Regions from separate parts of the Zea mays genome. Here region 1 is linked to region 2. The links are chromatin contacts, called in public Hi-C maps. All regions are on one chromosome and are shown on one strand. The core of a region is the stretch at or near the end of the contact, and the rest is flanking DNA. Distances in the headings are between cores, read along the strand shown. Region 1 holds the start of LOC103636409 (pectin acetylesterase 5). Region 2 holds the start of LOC100192628.

Evidence for each region. A called contact is a pair of places that touch in the nucleus more often than the background predicts.
Region 1: a Hi-C map of ear shows a contact between it and region 2, with 2.3 times the contacts expected there. The contact joins the promoter of LOC103636409 here to the promoter of LOC100192628 in region 2. A contact is called at or near these places in 3 of 25 Hi-C or Micro-C datasets (bundle sheath, ear and tassel).

The regions. Positions count from the first base shown.
Region 1 is chr8:170,838,552-170,843,991 of Zm-B73-REFERENCE-NAM-5.0, forward strand. It overlaps LOC103636409 (pectin acetylesterase 5), which reads left to right and starts at 1,623. Exons shown (of 12, transcript XM_035961915.1): 1 at 1,623-1,886; 2 at 2,971-3,053; 3 at 3,350-3,476; 4 at 3,802-3,881; 5 at 3,956-4,045; 6 at 4,150-4,274; 7 at 4,347-4,407; 8 at 4,530-4,583; 9 at 4,660-4,737; 10 at 4,807-4,912; 11 at 4,992-5,137; 12 at 5,242-5,440. The coding sequence starts at 1,886. The coding sequence ends at 5,358.
Region 2 is chr8:170,686,085-170,691,508 of Zm-B73-REFERENCE-NAM-5.0, forward strand. LOC100192628 reads right to left here and starts at 2,638. Exons shown (of 11, transcript NM_001367079.1): 1 at 2,461-2,638; 2 at 1,453-1,553; 3 at 1,246-1,356; 4 at 923-987; 5 at 757-838; 6 at 517-591; 7 at 288-358; 8 at 117-199. The coding sequence starts at 2,563.

The sequences.
Region 1 (5,440 bases), core at 373-2,872, 150 kb after region 2:
CCGTTCTTGCAGTGTTTAAATACTACGTCGTCTCCTGGCTTCGCGTCTCTCATCACCATTGGTGTGAAGTTCTTTCACAAGTATCAGATCTGGTGATAAACCATGACCGGGAAAAAGACCATGACCGGGAAAAGACCACGACTTCTCTATGGAGGATGAGGAAGAGGCGGGCTTCTCTACGGCGGCACTCCAAAGAAAGCCAAGGTGGTGGTGGAGGATGAGGAAGAGGCGGGGTTGGAGGATGAGGAAGAGGCGACTGTGACACTATCCATGGAGAAGGACGCGCTGGAGTGCGACATCTGATGCCTACCCTTCCAGTCCGAAGTTTTCTTGGCAAGTCAGATTACCATGCATGTATATATACAATACATATTGATCGGTAGGCTCCAGCATGATGCTCTGCTCTGTGTAAAATCAGTGCAAGAACGGGCATTCTGGATGTGCAAATGAAAATGAACTTATTTGAGAAACACATTCAACCTTATATATCCAACCTTCCATACAACACATTCACCATTCATAAAGCAATTAAATATGTGTTATGGATAAACTTATTTGAGAACTAAACATGAAAAAGGAGAGGGAATAGACAAAAACTAACCATCTTAAGCAGCCTCATTTGAGGAAATAGAGAAAATTACCTAGCTATACTCTTCTCTCTCACATATAAAACCCTAGATCCAAAATGTGGCTAAAATTGAGCAAGAATGAACAAAAATTGACAAAGAAACATAAACCAACCTTTCTTATCCACCTTCTTCCAAGAAATGAAGACCAAAACCTCCCCCCTTATATTTTTGTGAAATCTGGACCTCCAAAATCGCCTCCAATGGAAGCTGGCTGCGAGCATACAGTTCACTGTCGGGGGGAAGAAGAGGGTTATTTATAACATACAGTTCACTGGCGGTTGGCTTGAAAAACCGCCAGTGGAAACCAATTTCCACTGGCGGTTATTTTAACACAACCGCCAGTGGAAATAGGGTATTTCCACTGGCGGTTGTGTTACACCAACCGCTAGTGGAAATTGGTTTCCACTGGCGGTTCTGTTAAGATAACCGCCAGTGGAAATAGGTTTCCACTGGCGGTTCCCAAGCCGGACCCACCTCGTTTTTTACTGGCGCGCGATAACCCGAAACCGCCAGTGATAATTTATAGGTGCCGCAGTCTATGAGCTCTTTTCTACTGTGCCGTCCGGACGTACACAGAGGAGAGTCGCTCCTGTACCAGGTCGCGGTAGAGAGCCCCACCGGCCATGTCCGATTATTTCAGCAAGCACTCGCCCAAGATATATAGTACGAGTAGGGCATTCCTACAGGACCTCGAACTGATGTCAATACTCCAGCGCGCGCCAGCTGCTCGTCAACGCCGGCGGCTTTTTAGAGAGGACCTTCTTCCCGCGCCAGTCTACGGAAGATGGAACTTCACCGAGCAGGTACTCCCCGACGACCTGATCAAGATGTAATAATCTACTCTGTCATTGAGAATTGAGATCGACCATCAGCGTAGTCCAGAAGAGAGAACAATGCATTAAACAATGCTAATATTGCCAATGCAGAGGAATGGCCGTTCCAGATCCGTCGAGCCCGTACAAGGTGCTGCTGCTGCTGATGGAGGACTACCCGTACGCGTCGGACGGGCTGGCCGTCTGGCACGCCATCGAGCAGTGCGTGACGGAGTACCTGGCCATCTACTACCCCAACGACGGCGCGCTGCAGGCCGACGTGGAGCTGCAGGCGTGGTGGAAGGAGGCACGCGAGGTCGCCACGCCGACCTCAAGCCTCAAGGACGAACCCTGGTGGCCCAAGATGCGCACCACGGCGGAGCTGGCCAAGGCCTGCGCCACCATCGTCTGGATCGCTGAAAACATCAGCTCATTTACAAATTGAGTAATTCCATCTTTCATTGACAAGCCCTGAAACCGTGAGGAACCAAACTGAGGACGTGTGCCAAGGACGGCGGCGGCGGGAAGGAGGGAGGTAGGGATGTACGGCATACCAGTTAAGGTCCCCTGTGATCGGCACGAGGTCGGGGTTGACCATGGCCATCGCCGGGCCGACATACCGCCGGAAGTCGTAGGCGCGCTCCGCATGGTGCACGCTGAAGTGGAGATCCGTGAGCTGGGGCTGGGCCACCCGCACAACCCCGTCCGGCACACCGCCGCACCGGACACCTCCATCACCTCTCTCTCGTCACGGGACATGGCGGACGGAGCCGCGGCAGCGGCGATGAGAACCAGTAGAACGGGGAAGAGGAGCCGCTTGCCGCGCGTCTCCATGGCGAAGCCGCGGGCGGGGCCTCCAGGAGCAGAACGGGACTGCAATTCTGATTTCTGTCGTCTCGTCGCCCGTCAGGAGATTCGGGGTCCGACATGGTAAGAATCTCGGCAAGAAAGATCGGAGTTGAACCACATGTCTGAAAACAGGAGGACCGTAGCTTGTCGTAATTCGTCACTCTCGATTGGCACACCAACGATTTCTATACTGCATATAGTAGTTTGGAACCACTCAACCATCTGTTTTTTTTTTCTGGAGAAACTGCGCATCAGTTTGACCTCTTCCAGCCTGATACTTCTCGCAAACTGGCATGGCATGGCATGGTAGTAGGTGGGTTCGGGCTTTCAAGCATGGCTTCCACACTTTTCCTCTAGCTACTAGCTCCTCCCGCGCGCGACGGTCATGGCCACCGAGCTACTGTCGCCGCTCATCCCGCACCAGCAGCGTCGACGCGCTCTCGCCGTCGTCGTGGCCGCGCCCCTGCACGCGCTCCTCCTGGCCGCTGTCGCCTTCTCCCGCTCACCGGTGGCGGCACCGGCCAGCTCATCGAGGCTCGTTGACTTGACACTCCTCGCCGGCGCTCGGGGGAAGGGAGCGGGTATTCGGTCAAACTAACCGTAGCCTCCTTTTTCTTTCCGATCGGCGGCACGTCTGGAGCCGGATACTGATCGCCGTGGCCTGCTTCATCGCGTTGCAGTGTGCTTGGATGGGACCCCGCCTGGTTACCACCTTCGGAGAGGATTCGGTTCCGGAGCTCACAACTGGCTCGTCTTCCTTGAGGTGACCGAATGCTCTCTTCCAATTGTATCAAGCTGTTATGTATAGCCTGCATGCCAATTACATGTAAACTGTTACAGAAAATCATTCAAGCCCAACAAAAGATCATCTGATGATGTGAAGAGCTTTGGTGACTGAGATATGAACAAAACATATGGGGTAGTCTCTAAGATTTTGAGATAGTGATATCCAGCTGAACAAAAAAAAACAACAAATTGGTTGAGCTTAAACGAGTTCGTTCCAGCATAATGGCATAACATGTCTAATATGCCTACTGATTTTCCACTGATATATCTCAGGGAGGAGGTTGGTGCAACACCACGCAGAGCTGCTCCGAGCGCAAAATGACCAACTTCGGTTCATCTAAGTATATGGGAGCAGTAAACTTCACTGGGATACTCAGCAATGATCACACAGAAAATCCTGGTATAGAAAGCTGGTTCTGTCATGGATTTCCTACTGTCTCCATCAAGATGCTTCTTTTAGGGCATGTTCGTCAATAGGGGGATATGCCAGGGGGATTTTCCCTTTGATCCTCTCCAGTCCACTTGGATTGGGAATGAAAGGAACATGCCCTTTGGAGCACCTACATAGTCTGTTATCGTTTCCCATGTCCCAACTATTCATATTGGAATTTGGAATAATGCAGATGCAGTAACGCTTTGCACTAGTCATCAAGTTTTGAATTGTGTTTGTGATCCTACTGCCTGATAAATGCGTCTTTGCACTAATTTGAGTCAGTTGTCATCAGATTTCTACAACTGGAATACAGTTGTCATAAGGTACTGCGACGGAGCATCATTTGCTGGGGATGCAGAGGGGGGAGATCTGGTGAATCTTTTTAATTCTGGTTTGAACTGACCATCTTAATTTCTCAAACTGATGCTGTACTGCCATATGTATAGGATGGAACCAAACTTTTCTTCAGAGGATTACGTATCTGGAAAGCAGTTGTAGATGAACTCATGGGAAAAGGAATGGACGCTGCTAAACAGGTATTCCATCGATTTCGTATAGTTTGTCCAATAATTGCACAAAGATTGACCACACAAGTCCTAACCAAGAGCCACGTCCAACTTTATTTTCCCCTGCTTTCCAGGCCTTGCTTACAGGCTGTTCTGCTGGTTCTCTAGCTGCGCTACTGCACTGTGATAATTTCCATGGACGGTTTCCTCATGAAGTTTCAGTTAAATGCCTTTCTGATGCTGGATTTTTTATTGACGAGTAAGTCCCTAAAAATTAGTATGGCCAATTAGCATTGTACTTCACTAAATGAAGTATATTTCTCTGCCACAGGAAGGATTTATCTGGAGAAAGATCCATGCGGTCGCTCATCAGTGGAGTAGTTCACCTTCAGGTTAGTCGTGGAACACACTCATTCACTTTCAAGAGATCCCCATCCTGGGATGCACGACAAAATTATACACAGTTTGGTAGTATATGGTGACTGGATTGCTTCTTTTCATGGATTTCTTCCAGAATGTTAAAGAAGTTTTACCCAATGACTGCCTCCAAAAGAAGGATCCAACAGAGGCAAGTTAACATTCTCTAATTCCATTCTCCTTTTATGTTGCTTAAATTCATTTTGCTGACATTTTGTTGCTCCCAGTGTTTCTTTCCTGCTGAACTGATTAAGGGCATCACCACCCCCACGTTTATTCTGAACTCCGATTACGATTCTTGGCAGGTGACTACAATCTTTATGTTTCTTCCCAGTTGTCCAATGGTTAAATCCCTAACAACTACTTCATTCTAGATACGAAACATTCTCGCACCAAATGGATCCTATCCTGGCCAGGAATGGTCTAGTTGCAAAGCAGATATCCGGAACTGCAGTTGCGCACAACTTGATGTACTGCATGGTCAGTCAAGCTTGCCAATCTCTTTGCTTTCTTCATCCATTGGCGATGACCCTGTAGGTTTCCATTCCTTGTGTTGCAGGATTCAAGAAGAAATTAGTCAGTGAATTGAAGGTTGCCGAAGATAACAAGGACTGGGGCCTGTTCATTGATTCATGCTTTACCCACTGTCAAACACCATTCGATATCACATGGAATTCACCGATCTCACCAAGGCTCGGCAACAAGGTGCGTGCGGTCTAAATCAAGTGAACTGTACATTGCAATAGCATGCTGTTTGTTTTCTGTCTTCACTTGGACTGATATTTTCTAAACTCCTGTCGTTTGCGTAGCAGTCTATCTCAGAGGCCGTTGGGGATTGGTATTTCGATAGAAGGCAAAACGCGAAACAGATTGACTGCGAGTACCCATGCAACCCCACATGCAGCAGTCTTCTGCCTACTGCTTGATTCGCAAAGGGCTGCACTGAGATCACCAGGCTTTTCTCATTTTTCAAATTAGTTTTGCTGAGGATTCAAAAGGGAGCTTTGC
Region 2 (5,424 bases), core at 1,388-3,887:
TCCTGCTCTAAACCAAAACCAATGGCAGCAAACCAGCCATGAAAAAAGACTAATATTACCATATAAAACATAAGGGACAGTAATAGTTGGAAAAAAGGGTTAAATCAAGGGAGTACCTTTTTCCTCCATTTTCTCAAATGCAGAAAGGGCGCTACTTGTATTCACGTTGCCCAACATTTCGCTCACTTTTGTGGCAGTCCTGAAGTGAAACAAGATCCACATTTGTCTGTGTCCACAGCACAAAGAAACATATCACAAAAAGTAACCAAGAAATAATAAATGCATACTTTGCTGATTGAGCACGAGCTTTAAGCGTATCCTTTTTCTGCTTGGCCTCTGCTATCTTGCTCTCAAGAACCTACATAATGGCATACTCCAGTGGTTAATAATTAAATAATACTCGTTGAGCACCTTTCACCTGGTGCACTACATGAACACATAGAACTGTACCAACAAATATAATAAGGACACCGAAAAGAGTAAATACTGTTCTAGCAGTTCAAAATAGTAACTCACCCGGGTATTTGAAATCAGATTTTCAACTACACCCTTCTGCTGATCAAGCTGGGACCTTAAGGAGCTTGCATTGTCCTAAGCAAACAATCACGCAATACAATTTGATATGTTGATTCAACAGCATAGACTGTTGAAAAAAAACATGTCGCATAGATAATGTAACATAAATTCTATTCGAATCAATGTGGTAAGAAAACCTAAAACAAGCACATTGTACTACACATCATCAATGACACATACAGCATATGATTTACGCCGCTTAAGGGCTTCGCGAGCAAGATCCTCGTCACCCTTTTGAAGAGCAAGTTGAGCCCTTCGATACCTACACTTTGACAAAAAATAATATCCATTTACTGAAAAGCAAACAAGTCACGGTTCAGTTCGCTGTCATAAACCATAACCATACCAATCAGCAGAAGCTTGTTCTGCAGCTTTGTATTTATTCTCAAGCCGCTTTTGAGACGCCAAGACCTATCAAAACAAGAATCCGTAAAATAGAATCAATTTTCCGTTTCACAAGCATAACAAGAGATGAAACAAAAGAGTAGAAGTGTGTGATGTAAGAGGCCGCAAACAAACTAGCATGTCGCACCAACGTTAATTATTTATGTAATAACACTTTGAAGATGATAGAAAAAAATGTGTTGGAGCTTGGAAAAGACAACATCTGACACTATTGGAAAGAAAGAAAATGCTCTACCAATTATACTGACTGCAGTCACAACAAACCTGTGCTGTGGCCTGCCTCATCTTTGTCAAGTCATCGTTCATCTCGAGAACTGCCTGCTCGAGAATCTTCTCAGGGTCCTCAAATGAACTTAGAACTGCATTTGCGTAGGACTAGACAAACCGAGGTGCCCAAAAGCCAAAACTTTAGATTACATATGAAAAAGTGGCTATTGCAAATAACATAATGATGGAATAAATACTGCTCACCCTGGCAACCCTCGTTAGTCTATCAAAGAGGTTACTTTGTATGCTATTGCACTTAAATCTGTTGACATTTGATTGTCGTACTTGCACAACTTTAAGTGAAACTGTAGAGCACAAGGAAGGGTAAGTTAGCAGTCATAGACACAGATTTATAAACTATCCCCGTATCATTGCACTCTGCGCTTTGTAGAGCTCTCAACCAATACGTTATTATTTTGTTCAATAGTCTGAGCATGTGCACTACAACATGGACAGGCATGAGAAAAATCAAACATTAACATTCTGTAGAACCATATCAATCATGTGCGGAACTCAACTAGGATCAACAGGCATGAGAAAAATCAAACATTAACATTCTGTAGAATCAAAGCACGAGCAGTGGTGTCAACAGATTAGCATCACACATGATGAAAATGTTCCAGGGAAAAAATAGGATCCTGTTGCGGTGTTGAAAACCATGCAGTGCAGTGAGAATCAACAGTCTCCAATAGCTTCAGGTAAGCAAAAGATGCTTCCACTTCACATATCAAAACATAGCTTCGCTTATTACAAGTCGAGAGGCGCTAGATTCATTTTTTTCCACTGTAAACCAGAAAGCTATCAATTTATTTATATATAAATTGCGACCTGTACAGTTGCAAATTCAACCAAGTCTAGGCTCATCCGCTCATATTTGCTCATGATGTAAACAGGTGGCTATTACATAAATAATGTTGCATATGATAGTTCGCCATAACAACATATTCATTTCATGGATGGCTGGCAACAAAGGCATTGACCCTCACAGCCCAACTGACGCCACTGTTCACACTGGTTCAACAATTGCAGCAGTAGAACTGAGCATCCCAGACAACAAATGTTCCGCTAGATTAGCATGCGGTAAGGAGACACTGAGGAGGATTAGGCGGCGCCATAACAGATTCCCCAGACAAAGGCCTCAAGCACCAATCGCCAGCCACAAGACAGAAAGGATATGAAGAAGTGGCTGGGGTACGGAATCGAAGCACGCACCGCTGCCGTTAAGGAAGAAGGTCCTAAGCGGTGTTCGGCGGAAGCTGGCGGAGGCGGGCGGCGGCGCGAGACTGAGGCTCGTTGGCGGAGCCCTAATCTCCATCGATTCGGGCGGGGGTATAGCGGAGTGAGAGAAACGAGAATGATTTTTTCTCTCTATCCTTTTTTTTTTTGCCTGCTTTGTGTTTCGCTCTATCTCTCAAGAGTGAGTTCGTGTGGAGAAGAGAAGCGATGGGAATGGAAAGCGATCTCGGGTCGGATGATTCCCATTGCGCGTCTCGCGGGCCGTGGCGACGGAGCAGCGGAAACCTATAGCCCAATAAAAAGTGTTTTTTGTCTTCTATATATCACGTAGTTAGATTTTATCTAAATAAGATAGTTGTTTAAATATATTTCATACCTTTAAAATGAAAAAATGAAGTCCCAGTCTCCCAGATGACTTATAAGGATCATATAACTCAACCGATGTGCTGATAGCTATGCTCACATGGTACTTTGGTAGCTTTGCATTTATGGGTCGTCGTCTTGCTTACATCAAATGCCTGTTTGCACAAATGCATCAGAGTACAAGTATACAGTAGTACAATATGATACGATGGCACACAAATATCTGATAAAATATTAGTGCATAACGATTATATAGAAATAAACAATACATATATTTTTATCAATCTTAATATCTCATAAATTACTTGCAACAATCAATACAAACTAAACTTATATCTAGATTATGATTAAAAACTTAATTAGAAAAAAACATTGATTGTGTTGCATTGAGCTTCTTGATGTCATCACTCATCTGATGAGTTCTCACTTGCAGAACCACGACCAATTCAACAAAATGCCGCCCCACCAAAAAACAAACCTCAATGATAACACATCATAGGTAAGTAAGCCTCCCAGAATCCAATATTGAAATCATTCTTGATTTTGCCCATCATTTTCTCAGGCAGTCCACATACTTCCTCCCACTGAACTCGATGATGGTGCCACTTCACTAACACAGACGACGTTACGTCGTTGGCATTGTTGTTGTTGAGACCCGAGAGCATGTCCCGTGCGCGATGTCGCCTTGTAGTATTCCTCGCAATACAATGCAATACGCAAATGACAGAGTGTTTTAGCTGCCCAAGGTAATAAAACATAGCTAACCTAAAGATTACAAAGTTCGATCAACCGATGAGTTGTATTTGACCTTCCAGCTAACCTCTCTCATGTTTTTTTCTTCTAAAAACAGTCGATCAAGACCACACTACTTGTTCTTGGCTACACATCTACTGACCTATCGAGTTGTTGTTACTAGTCCGCATATTAACTCTAAGAACAAATTGGAGTAATTGACAAACACTTGATGAAGTTGTGGACTTCTCACGGCTTTCTACGCAAAAAACATGTTCAAACCTTATTTTGCATAATTTTATCTTATTTTAACCGGAAAGTGTAGAGGGAAGCAGAGACATGTGCACGAGAGCGATGATGGACGAATGGAGTAGCTATTGTTTTAATAAAGCACAAAATATATGTTTTCTGTTTATTAGTTGGGTATGAATATGGAACCAACAACCAATGCTCAAACACTCACTTATACATAATTTCACCTTATTTTTACATAAAGTCTTCTATTATAGTAGTAGATAAGAGATTATAGGAGTGCGGGTTGATTTTAAAGAAATGTAAAGGGTTTTTTTGAAAAATATTAACGCGGGACGACCGTTTGAAACTGGTGTTTTAATATAGTAGAGATAATTAGAATTTACTTTCTTACATGTTTAAATTTTTAGCTTACAATTCCCAATCCTCAATACGGGTCATACCAAGATGTTACACGACAAACATGTTAGGATATCCCCGGTGGCCCTCCACCACGCATGCACAAAGTAGTACTTTTCGCTAGGGCTGGGCATTCGGTTTTTTTTGAAACTTCGGTTCGGTTTTTCGGTTTTAAAAAACTTCGGTTTTCTAGACATTAGATACCGATCGGTTTTCTTGAAAATGAAAAACCGAGAAGTTCGGTTTCGGTTTTTTACTTCGGTTTTTCGGTAAAAACCGAATACCAAACTTATACTCACGATAACATATACAAAAAGTTTATATGATAGATTACACATAATTTTAAAAAGTAAAAATTATATATGTGCAAATATTTATAGATGCATCATACATCACATATAAATAAGTGAATAACAATTTAATTGTTTCACACATTTAGTTCACATAATCGAATAGCCAAATTTTAGAATTGATAAAGATAGGTAATTCGGTTTTTTGGTATTTCGGTTTGGTATACGGTGAAAACCGATTACGATACCGAAAACCGAACTTTTGAGATACAAAAACCGAAACCGAACCGAACTACCGAAAAAACCGAAATTTCGGTTCGGTTCGGTACGGTTCGGTTCGGTTTTCGGTTTATGGTAAAAAAGTGCCCACCCCTACTTTTCGCATTTGCATGCACATCATGGCGCATCCAACATCACTTGCAATAGCCGGGAGAATGCACGATTAGGAGTCGAAAGCTCATTTTGTGTGAATGGATCTTGAGCCGCTGAAGCGTGAATAGTTGAATACAATCACACAAAATACACATCCGTGACCTTATATGCATTCTGCTAGAGTCAGTCTTATATGCTACTAATCTAAATGACTATGATACACCTTTCTACATCAAAGTATATAATTTATTCTAACGGAGATAATTACATTTTATGACTAAGTGGCTTGCGAAAAAAACTTTGATGCTCAATCAAGCGACCTTGTCATTATAGGAAGAAGCAAGATCAGTATAAATGCATTGATGATATTGTAGTCAAATCGGCTGAGTTTAGTTCTCATATAGCTGATTTGCGCAAAGCCTTTGATAAAATGCGTCAGTATGATTTGAAAATGAACTCACGTAAATGTGCTTTTGGAGTGTCGGCTGGTAAGTTTTTAGGATTTGTCATACATGAGCATGGTATAGAGATA